2 separate regions of the Rattus norvegicus genome follow, and region 1 is linked to region 2. The links are chromatin contacts, called in public Hi-C maps. All regions are on one chromosome and are shown on one strand. The core of a region is the stretch at or near the end of the contact, and the rest is flanking DNA. Distances in the headings are between cores, read along the strand shown.

Region 1 (4,548 bases), core at 677-3,176, 79 kb after region 2:
GACTTAACCAACAAAACCTAGAGCTCAGGCAAGTAGCTGAAGAGAAAGGGCGCCTCCGCAGGCAGGAGGATTGCTTTCTACAATTTTAAGCCACAGGAGATCTATTGCCAGTACTAGAATTTACTTCTACCTGTAACTTTAAAAAACAAAAAAAGCACTTTATTTACAGTCTTTGAACTGCCTCCATGGGGTCTTAATTCCAACTTACGGTTTTCCTTTCGGTTGTCTAAAACTTTTATCTTTCTAATGAGGATCAAGTCCGTAACAACGTTTTAAAACACTGTCTCCACACAGCGCTCTCAGTTCTGATCTCTGAAAACCGCTATGGAGTCAAAGGGTTTAAGATTTCAAGGACTTGTCCTCACTGCACGCCAGACACCGTGCAGTCGGGGTCTGAGCAACTCAGTCATTCCCAGATACTTGGCGACTGCTCCCGCACTGCCCCACTAGATCACGACAATCTGGGGGGAAGGGTGTTTGGAGGCCCGGAGTAGAGGAAGCGTGAGTGAAGGGCTACATCTGGGCACTCTCTCGGTTAGTGGGGTCCAAAGAAGACGAAGAAGCCCAGAGGATTTGTGGCTGCAGATTCTCAAGTGGGGAGCAGACGGGTCTGGGCGAGCTACTGGGGGCCTGGGGGCGGGGCAGAAGGAATGGGGAGACAGGGAAGGAGCGAGGGTATCTATAATCCTATCCCCCGCGGGGAGGAAGGGAAGTGGGCTCCGGAGTGGCGAGGGGCGTGGGGAGCTCACTCCCTGCAGAAGACGTACTCGGTGTAGCTGGTCCAGATCTTGTCCTCGCTCTGGTCGGTGCTACTAGCAAAGGCGCAGGTGCCGGTGGAGCTGCACGCCACCATGTGGAAGCCTGACTCCGACAGCTTATCGAACGCCTGCTCTAGGAAGTTGAACTTGAGGTAATAGCGCGAGGTGTAGCGCTCCGGGGGCCGGTCGGGGTCCCGGCTCTCATTCAGGGTGTCCCCAAACACCTCCTTGGCCAGCGACGTCTTGCCGCACACGGTGATGCGCGCCACCCTCCGGAACTTGGCGTCCGCCTGAGCGTCGCGCCCGATGGTGTAGGAGCCGCGGTAGCCGATGGTGATGTAGCCCGAGCGCCGGCTGCCGTCCAAAGACTGGGACGGCGTGAGCAGGGGGCCCGCCGCGCCCCCGGACGGGCTACGGCTAGCCAGATCCAGCGTGGGCGACGGCGCCCCGGCCGAGGCGCCCTCCTGCGGCTCCGGCTCCGCGTAGCCCAGCGGCAGCAGCTCGTCGCCCAGTGAGCCCTCCTTGTGCACCCCGCGGCGCGAGTGCGGCGGCGGTGGCCCCGGACCGGGCTGCTGGGGCGCCCCGAGGCGTCGCACGAGCTCCGGCAGCTCGAAGTACTCGGCCTCGCGCTGCAGCCGGCTGCGCTCCGGGAAGTAGTCGGGCAGCACGAGCTGCAAGTCCCGCAGGTAATCCAGGATGTAGCGGAAGAGGAAGCCATCCCGGTCCAGAAAGAAGCGGCCTTTGCTGTCCCGGGCCAGCTCCTGCGGCTGCTGCTGCGTGAACATACGCCAGAGCAGCGAGTCGGGCACGGACACCACGGTACAGCGCCGGGTCACATACACCTGCCCTCCCACGTTCAGCTCCACGATGTCCGGGAAGAGCGGCGGCTCCGCTGAGGACGACGACGAGCCGCTGCCACCTCCGCCTCCGCCCCCGTTGGGTAATCCTCGGGTGCTGTCCGCCAGAGCCATGGCCAAAAAGAGGTGGCCGGGCTGTGCCAAGTGGCAGGGAGCGGGGTCGCGATCAGAAGCCGCAGCGGCTCTTAGCCCGGGAGCCCTGCGCTCAGGCGGCGGCTGGCCACGGAGAGCCGCGCGGAGCGAGCGCGCAGCAGTGCGCCCACGAGAGCCCCGGTGCGCTGCGCCCGCCTCGCCCGCGCGCTCCAGGCGAGTGGCGGGTCGCGGCCCGCGCGCCGCTTAAGTAGAGCCGCCCGCTCGGGCGCCGCGGCGCGCAGGAGGCGTGGGCGGCTGCGGAGCCGCTGAGCTCGCTCCCGGGGCGGGGAGGGCTGGGGCGGGGTGGGGGTGGGGGAGGAGCGGGGAATGCATTTGCATGCTAAACGCTGACGCGGCTCCGGGCAGCAGGCTCCACCCTGACCCGCGCGCTCCGAGGGGCGACCCGGCTGTCACCGCCCGCCCCAACCCAGCTCCTCTTCTTCCTCCGCAGTGGGTCAGAGCCTCGGCGCTTCCCCAGGAGGCTGTTCTCTAAAGCGAACATCTTGTGTCCCCACCTCCCCTCCTGCCGCCCTTCTCGGCTGACCGCAGCCCGCACCCGGGGACTCCAGAAGGGGTTGGAAACTTTCTGGCAGAGTCGAAAAGCTTGGTTGCCTGCGGCTAGCGCCCTCTAGACCTACAGGCTTCTAACAGTGCAGAGCGCTGCTGTAGAACATCCATCCCTGGGGCTCTGGAAGTTCTGAAGGGACGCGGGGGTCCCTCCAAACCCAGAGCACCCAAAGGTTTTTCACGTGACTACCGTATAGCCTCGAAAAATCCCTAGCAACCACAAGAGGATGCTTCGCGAAAATGCTCTGTTAGATTATTTTACGAGTGCATAAAGTCTCTGGTTAGGAAACTTCAACATAGTACAGAAATGACTAGGAGAGGAAGTTGGGTGGGCACAAAAGGTGGGGGGCTGGTACTACGTCGCCATGAAAACTACTAAGTGCCTCCAAGAGCGGACTGCGAGGCATCCAGTTCCTTTCTGTGAATTTCACCAGAAAATTCCAATCTAATATTTTCTTTTACTGATTTTATTAGTATCTAATTATTTTACTAAAATTCTACTAATATTTTATTTGTTCCTTGAAATTTTAATGCACATATACAAAAAAAAAATGACTTTCAGCCCCGAAGAGCTATTTTAAAAGTCCAGCAGCCCGTGTTCTCCTCCCTCCGTCTTTCTCTTCTGTGCTTGGCCAGACCGCCCACCAGAGAAGAGGATGTGTTTGAAGGCCCTTTAGGTCCAGCCCTGCTCTCTATGGTCTCCTACTAGCTCAGCGTTTGCAGTCACGCACAAATTGCAGTCCACAGAACTCTGCCTCCGCCGGGAAGCCTTCTGTGTTTCTCGCAGAGGGAGAGGCAGGTTGCTCTTCAAATTTCCATCTCTGCACGTGGCACGTGGGAGTGTTATCTGATCGCTGATTTTGGCAAATAAATAAGTAAAGGGTTCAAGGAGCCCTGGATAGAGGAGGCTCCAGGAAACCACGAGGTTAATAAATGCTCCTATGCATTGCGGGGCATCAGGCTGTGGAGAATTCAAGGCTGAATAGCAACATCTCCTTTCGAGCAGCCAAGAGGCAAAGGGTTGACCATCTGAACAGTTATCAGATCACTTTGAAGGACAGGCTGTCAATCACAATAAGCCCAGAAAGATCTTTGTCTTAATAACGATGTCTACCCTTTGTGTGACTGTCCAATGAGCTTGATCGTCTTCTCACGGACGAGTGTCACTTTCATTTCTGCAAATGTTTATGTCTGCCAAGCAATTACTGCGACTCATGCCACAGAGCTGAAGTAAAATCAGGCCCCAGACCAGCCTGCTTAATTGCAGGCACAGATTTTTGATACTGAATATGTTTCACCATTTTTATTCTGTTCCTTGGGATAAATGACAGATGACTGGAAAGTTCCTTCTCCCAACACTGACTGTGATAGATCGGCGTCTCAGGCCTGACTAAACTGTCACTTTTCTGTAAGTCCAAGAGAAGACTTTGGTGTCACCTTGGCACAACTGGGTCATTACTTTTGTTTATTGTTTCGGCCTATGCTGCCATGGCTCCCTTCAAGATCCTTCCCGACTTAGGGATGTCACTACCTCCCCACCACCCCTCAGGACCAAGCTAACGTCACCTCCTGCTTGGTCATTGCCTGGACCTCCAGACTGCCTCTGGCCTACAACCCATCAGTCTTCTATCTCTGGAGCAAAGAGGAGAATCCAGTCAGACCCTACATCAGGTGCGCCTTCCCACGTCACGAAAGAGCAAAACCAAAGTCCTAATGACGTGACAGACACATGCTTGTTGCTGACCCACTCGCGCTTCTCTGGCCTGTCCCACAACTCTTTGCAAAGAGGGTGCTGGTTTCTTAGGTTGTTGGTGCACACACACACACACACACACACACACACACACACACTTCCCTTCTTCCCTTCCCCAGGTCCCCTTTGCCCACTACCCTGTTTAATGATACACAGCCTTAGTCCAACAGCTTTTCCTTCTCTGCCCTATTGGTTGAAAGTCTCTCTCCCTGTATTAGAATGTAAGATCCCAAGAGGTCAGCGATGGCTGTCAGCGTCATTCATTACTGTATCCCTAATATCTAGAACACAGCTGAGGCTCTGTAATCACTTGATAAATACACCACTCAATCACCTATTCCATCTATATTCATTCAAGGGCTACCACCGTGTTCCAGGAAGTGAGTTCAAATTAATCACTGCCCTCTTAGAGCTTAGACTAGACACACACACACACACACACACACACACACACACACACACACACACTGTTTAGATGATA
Region 2 (5,106 bases), core at 695-3,194:
GTGGTCGGAGAGGATTCTGTTCTGCTTTGGGGCATCTGTTTCCACACTAGGGCTGAGCCTGAAAATCTGCTGATACCCATCTTCCCTCCCAAACCGAGTCGGTGGCCAGATCAGCATCCAGGCCCCACGGCCCTTCAGGCAGGATGCACTGAGCTGAGGCAGAAAATTGGAATTTCTTCTCCCTGCCTCTCTAAAGGAAGGAACTAAGTTCGCTTCTCTAACTGTAGCAATTTGGACTGAATTTCACCCGGAGCACTGAGCAGCAAAAGCATCAAATTCTGTGATCCCCTGGCTGTGACAGTTAGAAAGTTACTGGAGTAAGAACAAAAAAGTCTCTGTCCATGTCTCACCCTTGCTCCTGGAGGAATAGGTTGCAATTCCATTTGCCACTTCACGCACTCTGTGCTGCCGACAGTAGTCATTTCCAAGAACCCATTGAAGAAAAAGAACTTGGCCCATCGGCCTGAGGCAGGGGACGTTAGGGGTCACAGAATCTCATTGTTTTAAGTGTGTCTGTATTTACAAAACCAAGCAATGTGTCTGGGATGTCTAGATTATGAAGATGACATAATCGGAGTGTTTATGTATTATTTCTTTTATTTTTTGAAACTACAATTACATCATTTCCTCTTCCCTTTCCTCTCTCCAACCCCTCGCATAGACTCCTTTTTACTTTCTTTCAAACCCATGACTTTTTTTATGTTAATTGTTAAATACGTTATGTGCATGTTTGTGTATAGTTGTATGTATGTATGTATGTATGTATGTATGTATGTATGTATGTAACATAAATGCAACCTGTCCAATCTATTATCTGTACCCGTGTTTTCGGAGATGACCGTTAGTTACTGACTAGTCAGTCGGTGTGCTCATCCCTGGGGAAGTCTATTTCTCCCACTCCCAGCATCCCTTAGGTACCCTAGGTATTTTTATAACAAACTGCTTGGCCCATCATTTCTGCTCCCCTGTATTGACCCATCTCATGTCTGAGCTGCTGCTCCCCACACTGGGTATGAAGTTCGCTGTGGGGACAAAAGCCCATGTGTGGAACTGTAGGTGTCATGTAAACTCTGCTTTCCCAACACACAAGGAGACATGCGCGTGAACGACGGGCCTGTCCAAGTGGGAAGGCCCGCAGCTGGGGCACCACGCCCCACTCTGAGCTGAGTGATTTCTACTGAAATGCTATGTGCGAGAGTCCTATCGCAAAGTGGGAAGTTCTCAGAAAGCAGTGTGCCTGGAGCCCTAACTCCTGTCAACAAGAACTGGTGCTTGCTTTCTGCCATACAGCAACCCACCCGCTCTGTTTTTCTAACAAGCAAATGGAAATATTTTGATACTCTGACCTCCTTGCTCATCCTCTGGAGGAAAAGAAAAAAAAGCTGTCCCAGTTGCTGCCACATTCAATCCTCTCACTTCCTTCCTGAACATAGTGCTCCCTGCACCCTCTGCTCTGTACTGAAAATGGTGAAACAAACAGGAAACCACTGTGCCAGACTGGGCAGCAAACACGTAGGACACTGGGCATGCGCACTGAAGTACTGGCTCCCCGCGGAGAGCCACAGCCTCTGTATTTGGGATCTTGTGAGACCACTGAGTCAGGTTCTATGTGCCCCAGCAATGAAAAGTGAGGGCAACTAAACATAGAAGGATCTCTGCCTACCTTCTATGATGAAAACACTATCCTGGAGAGAGCGTAGGGAGACCCGGCATTACACCAGGCAGAGCCAGGCTAGAATCCAGGTCTCCAAAACCTCTCTACTTCTATGCCTCACCCTGTCGTTTACAAAGAGGAATGAGGAAGGGGAGATATCTAATCATGGAAGAGTTGGAGAACATCTAGCCTAAGGCTTCTCTGAACAGGAGCTATGAGACTCTGTACTAACCACAGGCCTCCCAAGGCATCTGGCCTGCTCCGCCCAAAAGACCTGTTTGCGCAAGTGCCAGCTGAATGGTCTGGAGTGGGGACAAAACTCAACGCCCTCTCTAGGTGCAGACGAGGTACGTTTTAGACAACTGTGTCTCTTTGCAGCTCAGCCTGTTGCTGCAGCACAACCACGGGGAAACTCGTAAAAGGGAAATTGTGGTCCAGCATGGAAACCCACACACAGAGTGGCAGCACTGAACGTTTCAAGGTTGCAACATCTGCGAACAACCCCAAGCCCGTCCTGCCACCCTCATGGCCACTAGTCAAAGATGTGAGAGAGATTTCTCTGCTGATGACAGACATAATCCGCACTAATTTAAGGTGGGTTTTAATAAGGGTTTTTTTTTTCTTTTTAGGATTTTTTAAAGCTTCTTCAGATTATATATCTGTAGATTTGCACTTGGGACTACACTGTCTTTAGGAAACACATATTCACAGGGAATTTCTTGCCTCTAAAATGTTTCGTGTAGGTCCCCCATCTGTTAAACGTCCCTTGTTCCTTCTGCTGTACAGAGAAAACAATGGCTGCTCTCTGGCATCTACTTGGAGCTATGGTTTGGATCATCATGTCCCTCAAAGACCTCAGGATGCTCTCAGAGGTGGTAGGATCTTTAAAGGATGGAGTTTGGGTGGCAGGTCCCTAGGTCACTGGGTGCATCTTTAAGAAGGATAAGGGGAAGTGAGAGAGAGTCTCTTCCTCTTTCTCTTTTCCTTCTTCCTCTTCTACTCTCTCTCTCCTCTTGCCTGCTCCCTCCTCCACTTCCTGAAGTTAGCCATTTTGCTCCACTGTGTCGTCCCACCAAGACATGCCACCGTACCACGAAACCAAAGCAACAGGAATGCTGAAAACTGGAAGCAACAATAAGCTTAGCTCTCCTTGTTTTCCAGACAGGATCCCATGTATCCCAGGCTGGCCTTAAACTTGCCCTGTGACTGAGGATGACCTTTGCCTCGTGTTCTCCTTGTGTGGATATTACAGAAATGTGTCATCATGCTGGGTCTGTGTGGACCTAGGGATCATAGGGCCTTACACATGTTAGGCAGGTTCACCACCTACTGAACTAAGTCCCGGGACTCCCTTTTTTGCTTTGTAAGTTGGTTATCTTCAGGGTACAAAATGGTCTAACACCCCTAGAGCTTCAGGGGTTTTTACTCCCAGCAAACAGAGGGAAAGTGAAGACCAGGAATTTCTGGCTGTGTGTTTTGACCCAGATCTTGTATCTGGGAACAGAGCTATGATTCGGGTCCAGGCATGATTCTGGTCTGGTCTCTTTACACTAGGCTGTTCCTTTCACCATCTCTGGTACAGCTGGGGTCAAAGCTGTACAGAGCTCATTTGACCCCCTCATGTCTCCTTCTCTTAAAGCATAAAAAAATAAAAAAAAACAAAAACAAAAACAAACAAAACCCAGAAATTCCAGTACTACTGCCCACTTTACATTCTCCTTAATCACAGAAAGCCAAAAATCACCAAAGACAAACTGTAGTTATCATCACTGTTGGCCTAAAATACTAACCAAAAAAAGGCCAACCGCCTCCTTTTCTTTATGACTCTTAGAGGTTCTCTTCATGAGCCAGTTATGGATCTAGTCTGTAATGAGCAACCCAGACTGGCTGGTAGCAGCTTGATTTCTGCTTATGCCATACCTATAAACATAAGTGTGTGTCACTGCGTCTGCTTGAGTGACAATCCTAGGGTTCGGTCCCCAGCTCCGAAAAATAGAAAAGAAAAAAAAAAAAAGAAGTTTGCATCTTTAACTTCGACTCAGTATAAAAGTCACTCGTCATTAGGTGCCTAATAAACATATAATCTTTACAATGAAGAAAATGATGGTGGTGGAGATGATGGTGAGAGGTGGTGGTAATGATGGTGGTGGTGGTGGTGGTGATGAGAATGATGATCATGAGGATGATGATGATGACGAGGATGGTGATGATGGTATAAGGACCAGGAACTATCCTAGAAAAACACTGACGGTGCTTTACTGAAATTGTCCAACAGAGAGCTGTTACAGAAGGTCACCCAGGGGATAGAGATAACAGGGGTCCTATAAAATGGCTTCCTTTGCTGGTAGTAGATAAAGGGATCAAGTGTCAGGAGATGTTCAGTGGCTTCAGGAATCAACTGCATCAAGGAGAAGAATCTGTTCGCCCAGAAACATCTCCTGCTTCCCAGGAACCAACCAGCTCTGAGTCATAGTTTATCAAGCTCAAAGCCAAATTCACTGGCTGGAGAGAGAAGCTTCCCAGCAGGTGTGATGGACTAAAGTCTAGTACCCACTGGGGGAGGGATAGCTGGATAGCTCGCACAGAGAGCCTGCTCACCAGGGGACTCACTGCCTGGCTACCCCTTGCCCAGTCCCTCAGTCAAACCTACAGAGCATGATCAGAGGGGCCATGCAGGGCCTGGCTCACTAAATAACCATACCTAATCTGAGAATGAAACAGAGGTAGAAACCGTGAACGGGAAAACTACCAAACACTTGTACAGCAAGTGTCTCTCCCAGAAGGCTCTCGGGCCTGCAAATACTTTTTGAAATCCCAGAAACTTTTTCTCAAGAATATTCTCTATGTAACACAAAAATCACCTCTGGTTTCCCAAGCAATTAGATAGACTTAAGTGACCGTGAGCATGGCTGCAAACAGCTAATGGTGTGCAGAGTCCACAGATCACACATCACGACTGCCAGCCGGGGCCCTCATTCTAACGTGCACTTAGGACACTGATTTCCTTTTACTGCAATGATGGTTTGCTAAGTGCTTTTAGTGAGAATAAATAAGGCTTTGAAGTAATAGCACAGAAAATTTATAAATTGGAAGTCTATTTTTAACCTTTAAAATAATTTTACACTTATAAGCAATCGCAAGTCAACAGCCTCCAATCTTTTAAGAAGTAACTTTGGAAAAGAAGTCTACCTTCGTTGGCGAATGCTCTCTAGACTATTCGGAAAGGGAGCTCAGGAATCAATCTACAGACTCATATTTCAACCGCCTTGTCCATTTTTATGTCTTATTCCATAGCTCACAGAGATGAGACTTGGGAAAACATAAAATGTGCTTTCTGAGTCACATAATTCTATTGAGTTTGAACTGACGAGAAGGTGACATATCACAGAGAAGACATTACAAGAGAGGAAAAGGTTCCATGAACTGTGGGCTGTATAGGGCGGCAGGACGAA

Evidence for each region. A called contact is a pair of places that touch in the nucleus more often than the background predicts.
Region 1: a contact with region 2 is called in a Hi-C map of liver, with 6 times the contacts expected there. The contact joins the promoter of Kctd12 here to the enhancer-like site in region 2. A contact is called at or near these places in 5 of 12 Hi-C or Micro-C datasets (Schwann cells, frontal cortex, kidney and 2 more).

What each region holds. Positions count from the first base shown.
Region 1 is chr15:86,218,799-86,223,346 of GRCr8, forward strand. It overlaps Kctd12 (potassium channel tetramerization domain containing 12), which reads right to left and starts at 1,927. Exons shown (of 1, transcript NM_001399515.1): 1 at 1-1,927. The coding sequence starts at 1,729. The coding sequence ends at 746.
Region 2 is chr15:86,139,352-86,144,457 of GRCr8, forward strand. No RefSeq gene overlaps it. Among named protein-coding and RNA genes, the nearest start is that of Kctd12, 79 kb to the right of the region's middle. Within about 2 kb of position 1,945, at least 31 of the 93 cell types and tissues checked have an H3K27ac peak or open chromatin away from gene starts, as enhancers often do. A contact at or near this core is called in liver, where this site is marked.